2 separate regions of the Mus musculus genome follow, and region 1 is linked to region 2. Evidence: chromatin contacts called from public HiChIP or PLAC-seq data. All regions are on one chromosome and are shown on one strand. The core of a region is the stretch at or near the end of the contact, and the rest is flanking DNA. Distances in the headings are between cores, read along the strand shown. Region 1 overlaps Setdb1 (SET domain, bifurcated 1). Region 2 overlaps Pip5k1a (phosphatidylinositol-4-phosphate 5-kinase, type 1 alpha).

Region 1 (7,111 bases), core at 3,519-6,018, 280 kb before region 2:
CAGAAAAATTGAGAAGTTGCCTCTGTCTGGCCTTTTAATACAGTTGAATCTATTTTAATTATTGAAGACAAGTTCTTCACAGGCAGTGTTCTTTATCGTGTTTTGTTGTTATTGTTGATTTGTTTTGGCTTTACTTATTTGCAGCATTGGGATCTAAACCATGGGTCCCTATGCATGTTAGACAAGAGCTGTCTAACTCATAATACTCAGGGTTTTTTTCCCTTCTATTTTCCTACAGCTTCGTGAAGCTATGGCTGCCTTAAGAAAATCAGCTCAAGATGTCCAGAAGTTCATGGATGCTGTCAACAAGAAAAGCAGTTCTCAAGATCTACATAAAGGTTAGTGTGAGAAGTGCCTGCATAGGTGAGAGGTGAGTTCTTTCTGGAATGTTACTGACAGTCAGCTTTCCATCTCAGAATGCTGTTTGACTTGTCAGTCTCTTTTTTTGTTGGTGGTGGGTTTTTGTTTGTTTGTTTTTCGAGGCAGGATTTCTCTGTATAGTCCTGGCTGTCCTGGAACTCACTCTGTAGACCAGGCTGGCCTTGAACTCAGAAATCTGCCTGCCTCTACCTCCCAAGTGTTGGGATTAAAGGCCTGTGCCACCACCGCCCGGCTCTGACTTGTCAGTCTCTTTTTAACATTAATTTTATGTCCACAGTCAGTCTGAGAGTTATTGATTGATGCGGTGGCTCAGGCTGTTAACTGTTGATACTGTTGCTGTCAATAAGGAGTTGTCGATAGTCGTTCGTGGCATAGGCTGGTAGACTATGCCAAAGGAGTTAGAAATGTGCTAAAGTTCTGTATTCATTTCTCCTGTTAGCATAAACAGTGGATTGTCTTGTGCTTCTGCCTCTATCCAAGAGTTTAGCAAGAGTTGCTAATGGTCACAGAATTTCAGTTTCCTCTGTTTCTACACCACCTTCTGTTTTTGAGATAGTATCTTCTATATCCTAGGCTGGCCTTGAATTTTCTGTGTTACTGAGGATGACTGTAAACTTTTGATCCTCTTGTCTTCTCTGAGAACTTGAGATTACAGGCATGAGCTATTATGCCAGGTGTATGCAGTGCTGAGGTTCAAATCCAGGGCATTGTGCTTGCTAGGCAGGCAGTCCAGCAGCTGAGCTACAGCCCATCCTACCTTACTGTCCTCTTGACCTTACCTTTCTCCATCCAACCACTCAAATCACTCTTTATAACAACTCTTGTTTATAGGAACCTTGGGTCAGGTGTCTGGAGAACTGAGCAAAGATGGGGACCTGATAGTCAGCATGCGGATTCTGGGCAAGAAGAGGACTAAGACATGGCACAAAGGCACCCTTATTGCCATCCAGACTGTTGGTATGTGTGTTCAGGCTGGAGGAAGGACTGAGCAAAGGTAACCTGTAGGGCATCCATTGCTGACTGTTTTTCCAAAGCCTTTTCTTTTGTCTTCTATGTTGCACCCAAGACTTAACATTGGAAATAACAGTTTTTTGATTTTCTTTTTTAAAATTTTGGTTCTCTTTTCTTTTATACAGGGCTAGGAAAAAAATACAAAGTGAAATTTGACAACAAAGGAAAGAGTCTGCTATCTGGGAACCATATTGCCTATGATTACCACCCTCCCGCTGACAAGCTGTTTGTGGGCAGTCGAGTGGTGGCCAAGTACAAAGATGGAAATCAGGTCTGGCTTTATGCTGGCATTGTAGCTGAGACCCCTAACGTCAAGAACAAGCTCAGGTATCTGGACAGGGATTGTAGATTGTAGGAGAATGGGGCCTGGTGCCATCTATTCGTATTGGGGTCAGAATTTCACTGTTAGCTTTTATGTCCTCAATTCCTTCCGTATGATCTGAAACCGTTTCTCTCTCGCTCTCTCTTTTTTTCATGGTGTGTGTGTGTGTGTGTGTGTATATACTTTTTTTTATTTTAGATATCTCTGTACCTTGCTCAGACTGCCATCACACATCTTTTGTTTTTCTTTTTAACAAGTTAAAGTACCAAACTGATTTATTTATCTTACTTTGTGTGTATGTATATACATCACATGAAGCCTGCAGGAACTAAAGGAGGATGTTGCATTCCCCTTGAACTGGAGTTACAGATGGTTGTAAGCCAGTATGTGGGTTCTGGGAACTGAACTTATTAGGTCCTGGAAGCAATTAGAGTACTCTTAACTGCCCAGCCATCTCTCCAACCCAACTATGACACTTATGTAGCCTAGATTGCTCTCAAACTCACAAACCACCTGCCTCTGTCTCTTGAGTGCCAAGATTATAGAAATGTCTCATATGCAACCTTGACTGGCCTGGAATTCACTATGTTGACAGGTTGGTGTGAAACAAAAATCCTCCTGCCTCTACCTCCTGAGTGCTGAGATTAAAGGTGTGTGCCTCCACGCCTGGAAGACAGAATAGTTTTCAGAAAAGAGTTTGGTTTTTTTGGGTTTTTTTTTTTGGTTTTTTTTTTTTTTTTTGGGTTTTTTTCGAGACAGGGTTTCTCTGTATAGCCCTGGCTGTCCTAGAACTCACTCTGTAGACCAGGCTGGCTTTGAACTCAGAAATCCACCTGCCTCCACCTCCCAAGTGCTGGGATTAAAGGCGTGCGCCACCACGCCCGGCCCGAGGTTTTTTAGTATAAGGGAAAAATAAAGGGAGACTGGACTGATCTGTGTTTCAGAGAATGAAAAGAATAATAATGTACCCAGTGATAAAACATTCCGTATAACCTCCATGTCTGTTTCCTTTTCCTGCAGATTTTTAATTTTTTTTGATGATGGCTATGCTTCCTATGTCACTCAGTCAGAGCTTTATCCCATTTGCCGACCACGTAAGTGTCCCTACACAATTCCTCATCTCTAATTTCTTACTCTGTTTTGTATGTCTTCTTAAGGTGGTAAATTAAAAGGCTTGACTTCTGTTTTGGTGTTCCAGTTTGTTTGGAGACATAGCATTGTTCCCTAACTTTGTAGCCTGAATGAACCCTAAAAGATTCTGACTGTCTTTATCAACTTACAGATTTGCTTTGATTTCATTTCTAAGGAATTTAGGTTTAAAGAAGGCTGCTCTCATGTTTTACATTTCTGTTTGTATTGTCTACATAATAACTTCCTATAGAAGCTGTGTGTGTGTGTATGTCTGTGTGTCTGTGAGTATATACATATATACACATACATGCAGGCCCATCTTCCTCCGGTGCTGTCTACCTTCTTTGGTTTTCTTATTAATATTTTAATTTACTTAATTTGTATGAATATTCTGCATACAAATATGTCTGTGCATTTGAATTTCCTGGGACTGGAGTTGCCATGTAGGTGCTAGGATTTCAATTGGCACTGCCATTTCAATTGCACACCCCCATCGCTAACTTTCGTATGTATAGTCTAAGAATTAAACTCAAATCTATCTTAGAACTGTCTATATGACCAGACTAGCTTTGAACCTACAGTGATGCACATGCTTCTACTCCCACACTTACTTATTTTTAATCTCTGTGTGTGTTGTACCTGTGCACTTAGCCATTGAGACCAGGTATGAAGGCGTCCCATCTCTTCTATCACTCTCTTTCTTATTACATTGAAATAGGATCTCTCACTGAAACAGAAATATACAATTTTGGCTAGGCTAGCTGGCCAGAGTATTTACATGTAGCTACCCTAAATGTGGAATTATAAGCATACATGGCCATTTGTTTTTAACATGGGTGTTGAGGATGCATACTCAAGTCCACAAGCACACTTGCCATTGAACTATCTCCCTAGATCCACAATTATTTGTGATTGCAGAAGAATCAATTACTTATTGTTAACATGGAAATAAACACATGGCAAAGTCTTTGAGTTTTTAAATTTTATGTTTGCATGTTTGCCACGCGCTCTGATCGAGTCAGCTTGACAAGCCGAGAGGCTTGGAAGCTACTCACTCACGAGGCAAAAGAGTTTCACGGAAACTCGCTCCTGGACTCTGGCGTTCTCTCTAACCCATACATTAACTTTCCATTCCCGAGTTAGTCTAATGTATGGATCCACGTGCTCTCCTTTAGTATTATCCTATTATAAATGCCTTTTAAGATTGAATTCTGACATAGCTAAAGCCAGTGTTCCAACAGTCCTAGAACGTCCTTGAGCAAGACCTTGGGCTTGGAATTCAGTACTGCCCCTGGTATTACACTATCACTTTGAGTAAAAGTTAGGTCACTGCCCTTCACAGGAATCTACCATCACCAAGGAAGAAAGAAGTTTCTGACCGTAGGAGAAACCAGAATAGATACTTAGAACTATAGCTGAGTTACACCCATATACAGGAATTTACAATGGTTTAGGAAGTAGATCGTGCTGTGGTTTTAGAGTATTGCATTATTCATGAGATGGTTAGCTAGAACGGAACTCCCTAGTTAGAACCATGACTTGGGTGTGAAAGCCCTTGCCCTAGGAGAGTAAAGACCTCACACCTGGCTTCTAAGACTATAGCTGAGTTACACCCATACACACGCATTTACAATGGCCTAAGGGGAAGGTGGACTATTCAATAGACCAAAATAGGAACTATGGCAGGATCTATCCCAGGTAGATCCCGTTAGACCTTCTGTGTTTGCATTCATCTGTTTTATGTAAGAATCCAGTAACCTCTTTGTACCTTGCTGGTGTGTCACCCAACTTCCTTATTGTCTTCTGCATAAAAAGTCTGATGCTCGATTTGACATTATATTCAGATCCTACACAACCTCTCCTGTGTGCATCTGTCTGTCAGTTCATCTGACACTTTGCCCACCCACGACTAGAGACCCGTTCCACGCAGACAAAGGGGCCCAGAGGGTCTGCGGCACATGTTCACATATGTTTGGGATTGTATGTAGGCCAAAGCTGATATTAGATGCCTTGTCTACTTAATGTTAATTGAGGCAAAGTTATTGGCTAAACCTGGAACTTGCGAACTCCAGCTAGCCAACTGCAGCTAGCCAGGTTGCCTTGGGGATATTCTATTTCTGCTTTCTGAATGTTAGAATTATAGACAGTCTTCATAGTGTCTTAGCTTTTACACAGGTTCTGTGAACTTGATCATCATGCTTGCATGGCAAGTGCTTTATCTGCTTAACCATGTCTCCTGTAGTTCAAGCTGGCCTTGAATTCTGTGTATAGTTAAGGTTGCTCTTTAACTTTTTTTGTTTTGTTTTGTTGGTTTTTCAAGACAGGGTTTCTCTGTGTAGCCCTGGATGTCCTGGAACTCACTCTACTCTGTAGACCAGGCTGGCCTCGAACTCAGAAATCCCCCTGCCTCTGCCTCCTACGTGCTGAGATTATTGGTACATGACACCATTCATGACTATATTTTGTGCGTGTGTGTGCACACACATGCTTACATGCATGTGTGTAAGCCAGAAGTTAATGTTAGGTGTCTTCCTATTTTTCACCTGGTCTTTAGACAGGGTCTTCCATTGAAGCTCTGATCAGTTGGCTTGGCTAGGCTAGCTTGCTGGCTGGTGGGTGGGTCATCATTGTTTTTGAATCTACCTTCCCCTCACAATGCTCAAGTTGCAGATGTGTGCCATGACACCCAGCCTATGTCAGCACTGGGTGTCTAAGTTAGGCTGGAGGATGGTTCAGCAGTTAAGAGTACTTGATGCTCTTGCAGAAAGACCCAAGCTCAGTTCCCAACACTCATATTTGGCAGCTCACAGCTTTCGGTAACTCCGGTTCCAGGGTACCCAGTGTGCTCTTCTGACTTCTTTTGGAGGACTGCACATTCATGATGTACAGAAATATGCAGGCAAAACACCTCAAATTAAAAAAAAAAAAAAACTTTAAAAGAAAAATTTGGGGGGAATGAAAAAAAGAAACAATAGACTGTGGTATAGCTCAGTGGTGGACAGCTCTTACTTTGCATGTGGATCACCAACATTAATTAGAAAAAGAAGCAAAACTGACCAGTGGTGGAGCACGCCTTTAATCCCAGCACTTGGGAGGCAGAGGCAAGCGGATCTCTGGGTTTGAGGTCAGCCTGGTCTACAGAGTGAGTTCCAGTACAGCCAGGGCTATACAGAGAAACCCTGTCTTGAAAAACCAAAAAGAAAGAGAGAGAGAGACAGACAGACAGGCAGGCAGTGGTGGTACACACCTTTGATCCCAACACTCAGTAGACGGGCAAGAGGATCTCTGGAGGCTAGCTTGGTCTCCAGAGGAAAAGAAAAAAAAAGGAAGGAGGAACGAAGAGGAAAGGAGACTTACTGTTTCATAATAGTTTACTACTTCCACTGGTTCGTAAGATTCTCCATAAACTGAAATGCCTGTTTCTTTTACATGAATTGCTTAGGTTTGTATGTGGCTTAGTTTATTTAGTATTTATATGTGCATTTGCACATTAGTCTCTGTACTTAAGATGGTCTTGGTTTTGCTTCCCTTGAGGTTATGAATTTATTTATTTTTTCTCTTTAAATTTTGAAAGTGCCAACCGTTCTTCCCTTTCAAGATATGTCCTTCCTGTCCTCAGCTCTGCTTCTTTCCTTTGGACAGTAAAAAAGACTTGGGAGGACATAGAAGATAGCTCCTGCCGAGACTTCATAGAGGAATATATCACTGCCTATCCAAACCGCCCAATGGTACTTCTCAAGAGTGGGCAGCTTATCAAGACTGAGTGGGAAGGCACATGGTGGAAGTCTCGAGTTGAAGAGGTGGATGGCAGCCTAGTCAGGATCCTCTTTCTGGTAATGTTCTTCCAAAGAAGAATTTGTGGTAATATTAGGGGGCAGGTACCAGTAAAATGGTTAACTGTGGAAAGACACTTGCTGCCAAGCCTGATGATAAGAGGTGACACATGGTATATAGTCTTCACAAGAGACAGGATTGATTCTAATCCTGAACCTGCTTTTCTCCCTCCCTTTGCTCCTGCCTCCCAGGATGACAAAAGATGTGAGTGGATATATCGAGGCTCTACACGCCTGGAACCTATGTTTAGTATGAAGACATCCTCAGCCTCTGCAATGGAGAAGAAGCAAGGGGGGCAACTCAGAACCCGTCCTAATATGGGTATGTATGTCCTAAAAGATAGCTAGGGAAGGGAAGAGACAGAGTAGACTAGCACAGAAAATTATGTATTGCAGCTGTCCTTTTATTTACCAGAGCAATACCACTAACTCT
Region 2 (7,014 bases), core at 1,915-4,414:
ACCCTCCATCCTGTCCGCCTCTCTGTGTTGCCCCATGTTACCCTTATTTGTTCACTCTGTGCTGCTTCCTCAATGATGCCCTCTGTCAGTCTCCTGTTTGTCTCTCTGTCTGTGTTTAAAAGGCTAGACAACCACTTAACTAAATGAGCCAAGGGTTGTTTTAAGTTACACTCAGTCAGTTGTGGCCAGCTGTTCCTCGGCCTTTCTTCTGCATGCCTGTAATGACACCCTTGGCTAAACTGCACTGTCCTGTGCGCCATGGGAGCTGAAGTGAGTGGACCCCTCTTCACCCTGTGCTAGGGAGCAAAACAGGCTGGGTGTCAGGTGCTCTCATGTCCTTGGTGTTGATACACCTTGCCATTACCATTGTCCTGCCCTTCCCAGCCTCTTTGATTGGCCGCATCTGCCCTGTGCATTTCTTTCATATCAGCATTATGGAGCCTGATGTGTGTTACTTTCTCTAGCGTTTTGCAATGGTCCTTTCTCACTTTATTTACCTGGTCTTACTTTTTATTTCTAGTTTGTTGTTTGTGAGCCTATTTCAGTGATCTTTTTTAGCCTTCTCTATGGTCTTTTATATAAATATTTGTTCTGTTTTACTGTACTGTATTGCAGTTATTTTTACATTTGTATTCAGTAAGTGTTGAACTAAATTGAAACTGATTATAGAAAGTCGTACCACACATCTTTTCTGACCCAGATCTGTCACAGTCTACTCCCTTCCCCCCCCTTTTGAGATTGGGACTCAGGTAACCGAAGCTATCCCTCTTCTCCCTATGTAGCTAAGAATGACCTTGATTCTTGCTCCTTCCTTCATCTTATGTCACCATGCTCAGTTTATGTAGTGCTGGGAATGGAGCTTGGATTTCCAACCATCCAGGCAACCACTCCACTGTCTGAGTTACATCTCCAACCTGTTGTTACAGATGTTTGCCACAGTTTGGGTATATAGTCCGTGTACCTTGAAAAAGACAGTGTTCTGTTCATTTTTATCTTTTTTTTTAACATTTATTTATTTATTTAATATATATGAGCACACTATAGCTGTCTTCAGACACACCAGAAGAGGGCATCAGATCCCATTACAGATGGTTGTGAAGCACCACATGGTTGCTGGGAATTGAACTCAGGATCTCTTGAATAGCAGTCACTACTCCTAACCACCGAGCCATCGCTCCAGCCCCTTAGTGTTCTTTTCATAAGTGACAAAATGAACTCTAAAAAATAAGTTGCAACTGAGCATGGTGGCACATGCCTTTAATCCCAGCACTCGGGAGGCAGAGGCAGGCGGATTTCTGAGTTCGAGGCCAGCCTGGTCTACAAAGTGAGTTCCAGGACAGCCAGGGCTATACAGAGAAACCCTGTCTCAAAAAACAAACAAAAAAGTCGCATTACCTACTCTGGTAGCTTGGGCCTATAATTCCAATTACTTGGAGGCTTAGGCAAAAGAACCACAAGTTTAAGGATACCATGGGGAACTTGGTGAGACATTATTATTATTATTATCATCATCATCTATTATTCAAATGGGAGAAAGGTAAGGAAAGGACTATAAATAAAGACCTACCAGAGTAAAAAGAGAGATGAAGTCAGTGAAAACCTGAAGAAGTCTGACAGCTCCCAAATGTTGACAGTGTCCTTTCTCCCCATTAGGTGCTGCAGAGCTTCAAGATAATGGACTACAGCCTGTTGATGTCCATCCACAACATGGACCATGCACAGAGGGAGCCCACGAGCAATGACACACAGTACTCGGCTGACACGCGCAGACCAGCCCCACAGAAGGCGCTCTATTCCACAGCTATGGAATCCATCCAGGGCGAGGCTCGACGGGGCGGCACTGTGGAGACTGAGGACCAGTGAGTGGGCTTGGAAGCAGCAGCTGCTCACAGCACTGATGCTCATGGAGCCATTGACTTTAAAAGAATAGAAGAGGGAAAAAAAGTGTCCAAGTTTGTAGTGCACTGGGGAGAGCTCTCTAGGATGAAAAGATTGAGAGTGTTGTTTAGATCTAGAAGCTTAGGTGCGCACTATACATCTCATTCAGTTGTATTACGGCATATCACAGGCTTTCCTGCCAAAGGCCTCTCTCTCACTGTCTTGGGTTTGTCCAGTGGTTACAGTTACTAAAAGTTTCAGATGGTTTCATGTTTTAGATGTCTTACAACATGACTGCCAAGGAAAGTGTCTTAATGGGGACAAATTAAGATACCCAAGTAACAGCATGTTTGCTTTTATAGGGGGACTGCTCCAAAATTGCTGTGTAGTGGTGATTTTAGTCTTGATGGAGCTCTGTGGGAGAAGTACAGGAGGTTCTATGCATGCTCAGAGGGGCATAGTCTGGGGGATGAGGCAGCTGTTTAGTTCTTAGCTCCATGTCCAGATTCGGCTGACGTTAGAAGTCTCTCCCTGTAGTAAACACATTTTTCTAACTCTTTTCCTTTGCTTCTCCAGCATGGGTGGCATCCCTGCCCGGAATAACAAAGGAGAAAGGCTCCTGCTTTATATTGGCATCATTGATATTCTTCAGTCCTACAGGTGAGGGCATGTGGGTCACAGATTAGGACAGAGAGGACATGGCTAGCCACTCACGGCTTTTCCTTTTATTGATTTATTTATTTTTTTCATTTTGGGAATATGTTTTGCATTTTGCCTATATATATATATATATATATATATATATATATATATATATATATATATATATGTGTGTGTGTGTGTATGTATGTATGTATATATATATATATATGTACCACTCTAATGTCTGGTGCTTGTGGCGTGTAGAGAAAGGTGTTGAATCCCCTAGGACTGGAGTAAAGGTGGCTGTGAGCTACCTGTGGGTGCTGGGAACTGACCTAGATCCTCTCTCTTCAAGAGCAGCAAGTGCTCTTAACTGCTGAGCCACCTCTCCAGTCCTGGTACTCACTCTGTAGACCAGGCTGGCCTTGAACTCAGAAATCGCCTGCCTCTGCCTCCCAAGTGCTGGGATCAAAGGCATGCGCCACCACACCCAGCTCCCCACGTACTTCTTTATAAAGTTCCTCATGATGCAAGAACCCTGAGTCACGGTCTGGTGACCCATGGATTTTAGGTGGGTTTATTCCTCTTCGGCATGACGTGTCCTCTGTGGAATGCTTGGTCTGTCCTCAGGAGCACAGGGTGGAGCACTCCCTCTGCCTTGACTTTCGGGAGAAACCTTTGGGCTGAGTCATGCTCCACATAAGGAGATAGCTAGAGGCACATTCTCGTTTCCACAGGAAAATGAGATCTGTGTTATGTGAAAACCGCCTGTGGAAGATAGCGGCTGTGACGTGCTGGGAGGAGGAGCTGGAAATGCTAGGCTCTGTTCTATTCCGAACACATTTTCAGTACTGACGCAGACCGAATCTTTAATATTTAATTTACTGATTATTATCTAACTAAAACTTTTTTTTACATTTATTTGCTTATTGTATATGTTTGTGAACATTTATACTATAGCCAGCACGTGGAGGTCAGAGGACAGCTGTGGGGATTGGTTCAGGTCATCAGACTTGGTGGCAAGCGCCTTTACCCACTGAGCCATCTCACCAGACCTCTTACGCAAGTGTGGCTATACTTTCCCAGCTTTTTCCGCCTGTTCCTCCAGCTGCCTTTTCTCTCTTGGTTTGTGGTTTGTCCTGGTTTTGTTTTTGTTTTTTAGACAAGGTCTCCCATTGTAGCTCTGGCAGAGCTGGAGCTCATGGTGTGCTTGGTGACAGGCGTGTGTCCCTGTGCTTACTCAGCCTTCTCTAGCAGTTGAACCCAGGGCCTCAGACATTTGCTAGTTTTCCCTGACTCGTCAGGGAATTAGAAGCTGCCCTTCCCCCTGGCAGAATCATTGACTTAGCTAGAAGCAGCATTGGTCTCTGTGGACTAAGTACTACCTTGCCAGTTCTCTTGAAAGCCTATATATACAGTGGATGTGTTTATCTGTTGAAGGTTTTCTGTTATCATGGTCTTTTTAAGGTCTCTAAAATAAATAATTATTATAGTCTTTCACATAAAAAACCAGTGTGTGATACACATTTTTCTTGGCAGGTTTGTTAAGAAGTTGGAGCACTCTTGGAAAGCACTGGTCCATGATGGGGTGAGTGTAATGTCAGCTGAAGGCCTTCTTCCCACTTCTCCATTTTTTGCCATTTGTCCCCTCAGCAGTTTCTTCCTTTTTTTTTTTTTTTTTTTTTCATTTATGGGTTTTACCCCTCTGGTAGGGTTTCAATCTAAGAGAACAAGCTTTTTAACAACACAGCCTTCTGCTGGGCCTCTTTTTCTCTGTAGTTGTGTCTCCTATTCAAAAGACATGGCCTCTTTCCTGCTGGGCCTCTATTTAACCCTGTAGCCGTATCTTTGCTGGGCCTCTGTTAAGCCTGTAGCTATGTCTCCTCTTCAACAGGATACGGTGTCAGTGCATCGTCCAGGCTTCTATGCTGAGCGGTTCCAGCGTTTCATGTGCAACACAGTGTTCAAGAAGATTCCCTGTAAGTGGCTTCTACCAGATGATCCCCCAGTGGCTCCCTTCCCCCAAGACATGGGGGGCAAGACACCTCTGTCAGGGAGCTGCCAAGGCCAGAGGCCTCTCCTGCTCTGCCTACATCCTGTGAGCGCTGCTTCTCGTCCTTGTGTCAGTCACTGTCTGTCCCAGTGTTTCCGCGTTGCTGCTCCCCCCTGGCTCTCCCTACATGTATCGTCGAGGTGAGGGCTATTTCTGGGAAATTGGTGGGACTGGAAAAAATGGTGTAGTTGTGGATGTAGACTATGTGTGACGCAGGATCAGATGCCTAGAAGTAGACTTTTATGTAGGAAGGACTGGCAAGGATGTTAGCCATAATTTTCTTCCACGTCCAGGTGTCAGGCGTTTTCAGATTAGTCCAAGTGGTTGAAGCCTCGCTGATGACTGTTGAAGGAGTTTTTTAGTCATTCCTGCAACTTTCTCGATCCAGAAGTGCCGCAGTGTTCCGTTTTCAGACTTCCTGTTAGTGACACTGGCAGATTCCAGGCGCTGCTCCTGTGCTCTCACCATAGGCAGGAGTTGTTCCGTAGTGATGTGAAGAAGACCTAGACATTGCAGACAGGCTACAAGGTGCAGAAAGCTGTCTTCAAAGTGAAGCAGCAGTGGACATTTCAGTGCTGCATGCTAGGAAGGGGTAGACATGGTCGCCATAGGGTTGACTGGGTGATGCTGATGAAGAACAAGAGCATTCCATCAGTGAGAGCCGAGCAGAGAGCACTGTGTGTGTGTCACTTTCATCTTTGCAAAGTGAGGTGACTCGACCCTCTTCTCTGGGTAGTACTTTGTAAGCCTTCTTTCTACACTAACCCTTTTTCTACCTTTGCTCCAGAACAACTTTGGGTACGTGTTGGTGTCTGTCTTGGTGACGGTTTCTGAGGCAGGTGCTAAGTAGGCTCTCTCTCTCCCTTTTGAAGTGAAGCCTTCTCCTACCAAAAAGTTTCGGTCTGGCCCGTCTTTCTCTCGGCGATCAGGCCCCAGCGGCAACTCCTGCACCTCCCAGCTGATGGCCTCTGGGGAACACAGAGCACAAGTGACCACCAAGGCGGAAGTGGAGCCAGGTCAGCTCAGGGCTGGGTCCCCTCACACTGGACACTCTCCTGCCTCTGAGCCCTGGGTTCTCACCCTAGGACCTCTATACCCCATTTCTATGCAGTAAAAAACGTACTCGCCGTGTTGGTTTGTTTGGTTTAGTTTGGTTTGGTTTTTTTTGTTTTTTTGGAGACAGGGTTTCTCTGTGTAGCCCTGGCTGTTCTGAAACTCACTCTGTAGACCAGGCTGGCCTGGAACTCAGAAATCTGCCTGTCTCTGCAGCCTGAGTGCTGGGATTAAAGGCGTGCGCCACTACTGCCCAGCTATTCTTTGTTCTCAGTGAGACAGGGTCTTACTGTAGCCTAGGCTCTCCTGGAATTCACCATGTATATAGCCAAGCTGACCACAGCCTCATGGCCCTCTTTCCTCAGCCTCCCAGGTCCTGGGTTTACCGAGTGAGTCACCATGTCCCTGAGTCACTATACATCTTTCCCTGTTTTTTTCTGACCATAAAGTCTTTGATTTATTGATTCATTCTTTATTCATTGATTGCTTTTCTTTTCCTTTTTCTATAGATGTACACCTTGGGCGTCCTGATGTCTTACCTCAGACTCCACCTTTGGAGGAAATAAGTGAGGGTTCACCTGTTCCTGGCCCCAGTTTCTCACCTGTAGTTGGACAACCTTTGCAAATACTAAATTTGAGGTTGGTTTCTTGACCTGTTACTCCAGATAGTCTATTTTCAGGTAGTCAGGAATCTTCTGGTTTTTGGTTTTTTGGTTTTTTTTTTTGGGGGGGGGGTTATTTTTTGGGCGGTTAAGAGCGCCAGCTGCTCTTCTGAAGGTCCTGAGTTCAAATCCCAGCATCCACATGGTGGCTCACAACCATCTGTAATGAGATCTGACGCCCTCTTCTGGTGTGTCTGACAGCTACATATACTCACATACATAAAATGAATTGAATTTTTTTTAAAAAAGAAAATATTTTTTTAAAAATCCCTATGCCATAGTTTCTTAGGTTAGGAGTCCAGATTTAGCTTGTGTAGGTCCTTTTGGCTAAGATTTCTCATGAGATGGTAATGAAGCTGTTGCTCAGGAGTAGGATCATGTGCTCAAATGGGAGAATGTCCCTCTAAGCTCATTGGTGTGGTTATTGCTGTTACTTGGCTCCTTGCTGGTACATGGCTGAGGATACCCATCTGTTTGATGCATGGACTGACCTCTTCACTAGGTAACTCTGAACATCGCTGCTAACTTGTGTGTGTGTGTGTGTGTGTGTGTGTGAGAGAGAGAGAGAGAGAGAGAGAGGTGTCTAAATAGAAACTATAGAATTCATAGACCCTAATCTTAGAAGTGACAGAATGCTATTAGCCGTGCTGTGTTTTCATTAGTGACAAGGATCTGAGTGCTGACAGCAGGGGCCTCGGGAGCCGTATTGGTTGGCTTTGAAAGGCA

Evidence for each region. HiChIP or PLAC-seq counts read pairs in DNA pulled down with a chosen protein or histone mark.
Region 1: a contact with region 2 is called in an H3K27ac HiChIP or PLAC-seq map of embryonic stem cells, with 5 read pairs. The contact joins two enhancer-like sites. A contact is called at or near these places in 7 of 484 Hi-C or Micro-C datasets (CD4 T cells, CD8 T cells, LSK cells and 3 more) and 1 of 115 datasets of contacts at active chromatin or transcription factors (embryonic stem cells).

Annotation. Positions count from the first base shown.
Region 1 is chr3:95,341,223-95,348,333 of GRCm38.p6, reverse strand. It overlaps Setdb1 (SET domain, bifurcated 1), which reads left to right. Exons shown (of 22, transcript NM_018877.3): 5 at 239-338; 6 at 1,213-1,338; 7 at 1,518-1,719; 8 at 2,735-2,808; 9 at 6,488-6,678; 10 at 6,871-7,000. Among named protein-coding and RNA genes, the nearest start is that of Setdb1, 12 kb to the left of the region's middle. Within about 2 kb of position 4,768, at least 7 of the 459 cell types and tissues checked have an H3K27ac peak or open chromatin away from gene starts, as enhancers often do. A contact at or near this core is called in embryonic stem cells, where this site is marked.
Region 2 is chr3:95,062,906-95,069,919 of GRCm38.p6, reverse strand. It overlaps Pip5k1a (phosphatidylinositol-4-phosphate 5-kinase, type 1 alpha), which reads left to right. Exons shown (of 15, transcript NM_008847.3): 8 at 1,654-1,859; 9 at 2,455-2,538; 10 at 4,060-4,108; 11 at 4,415-4,499; 12 at 5,446-5,589; 13 at 6,136-6,265. Among named protein-coding and RNA genes, the nearest start is that of Psmd4, 24 kb to the right of the region's middle. Within about 2 kb of position 3,164, at least 93 of the 459 cell types and tissues checked have an H3K27ac peak or open chromatin away from gene starts, as enhancers often do. A contact at or near this core is called in embryonic stem cells, where this site is marked.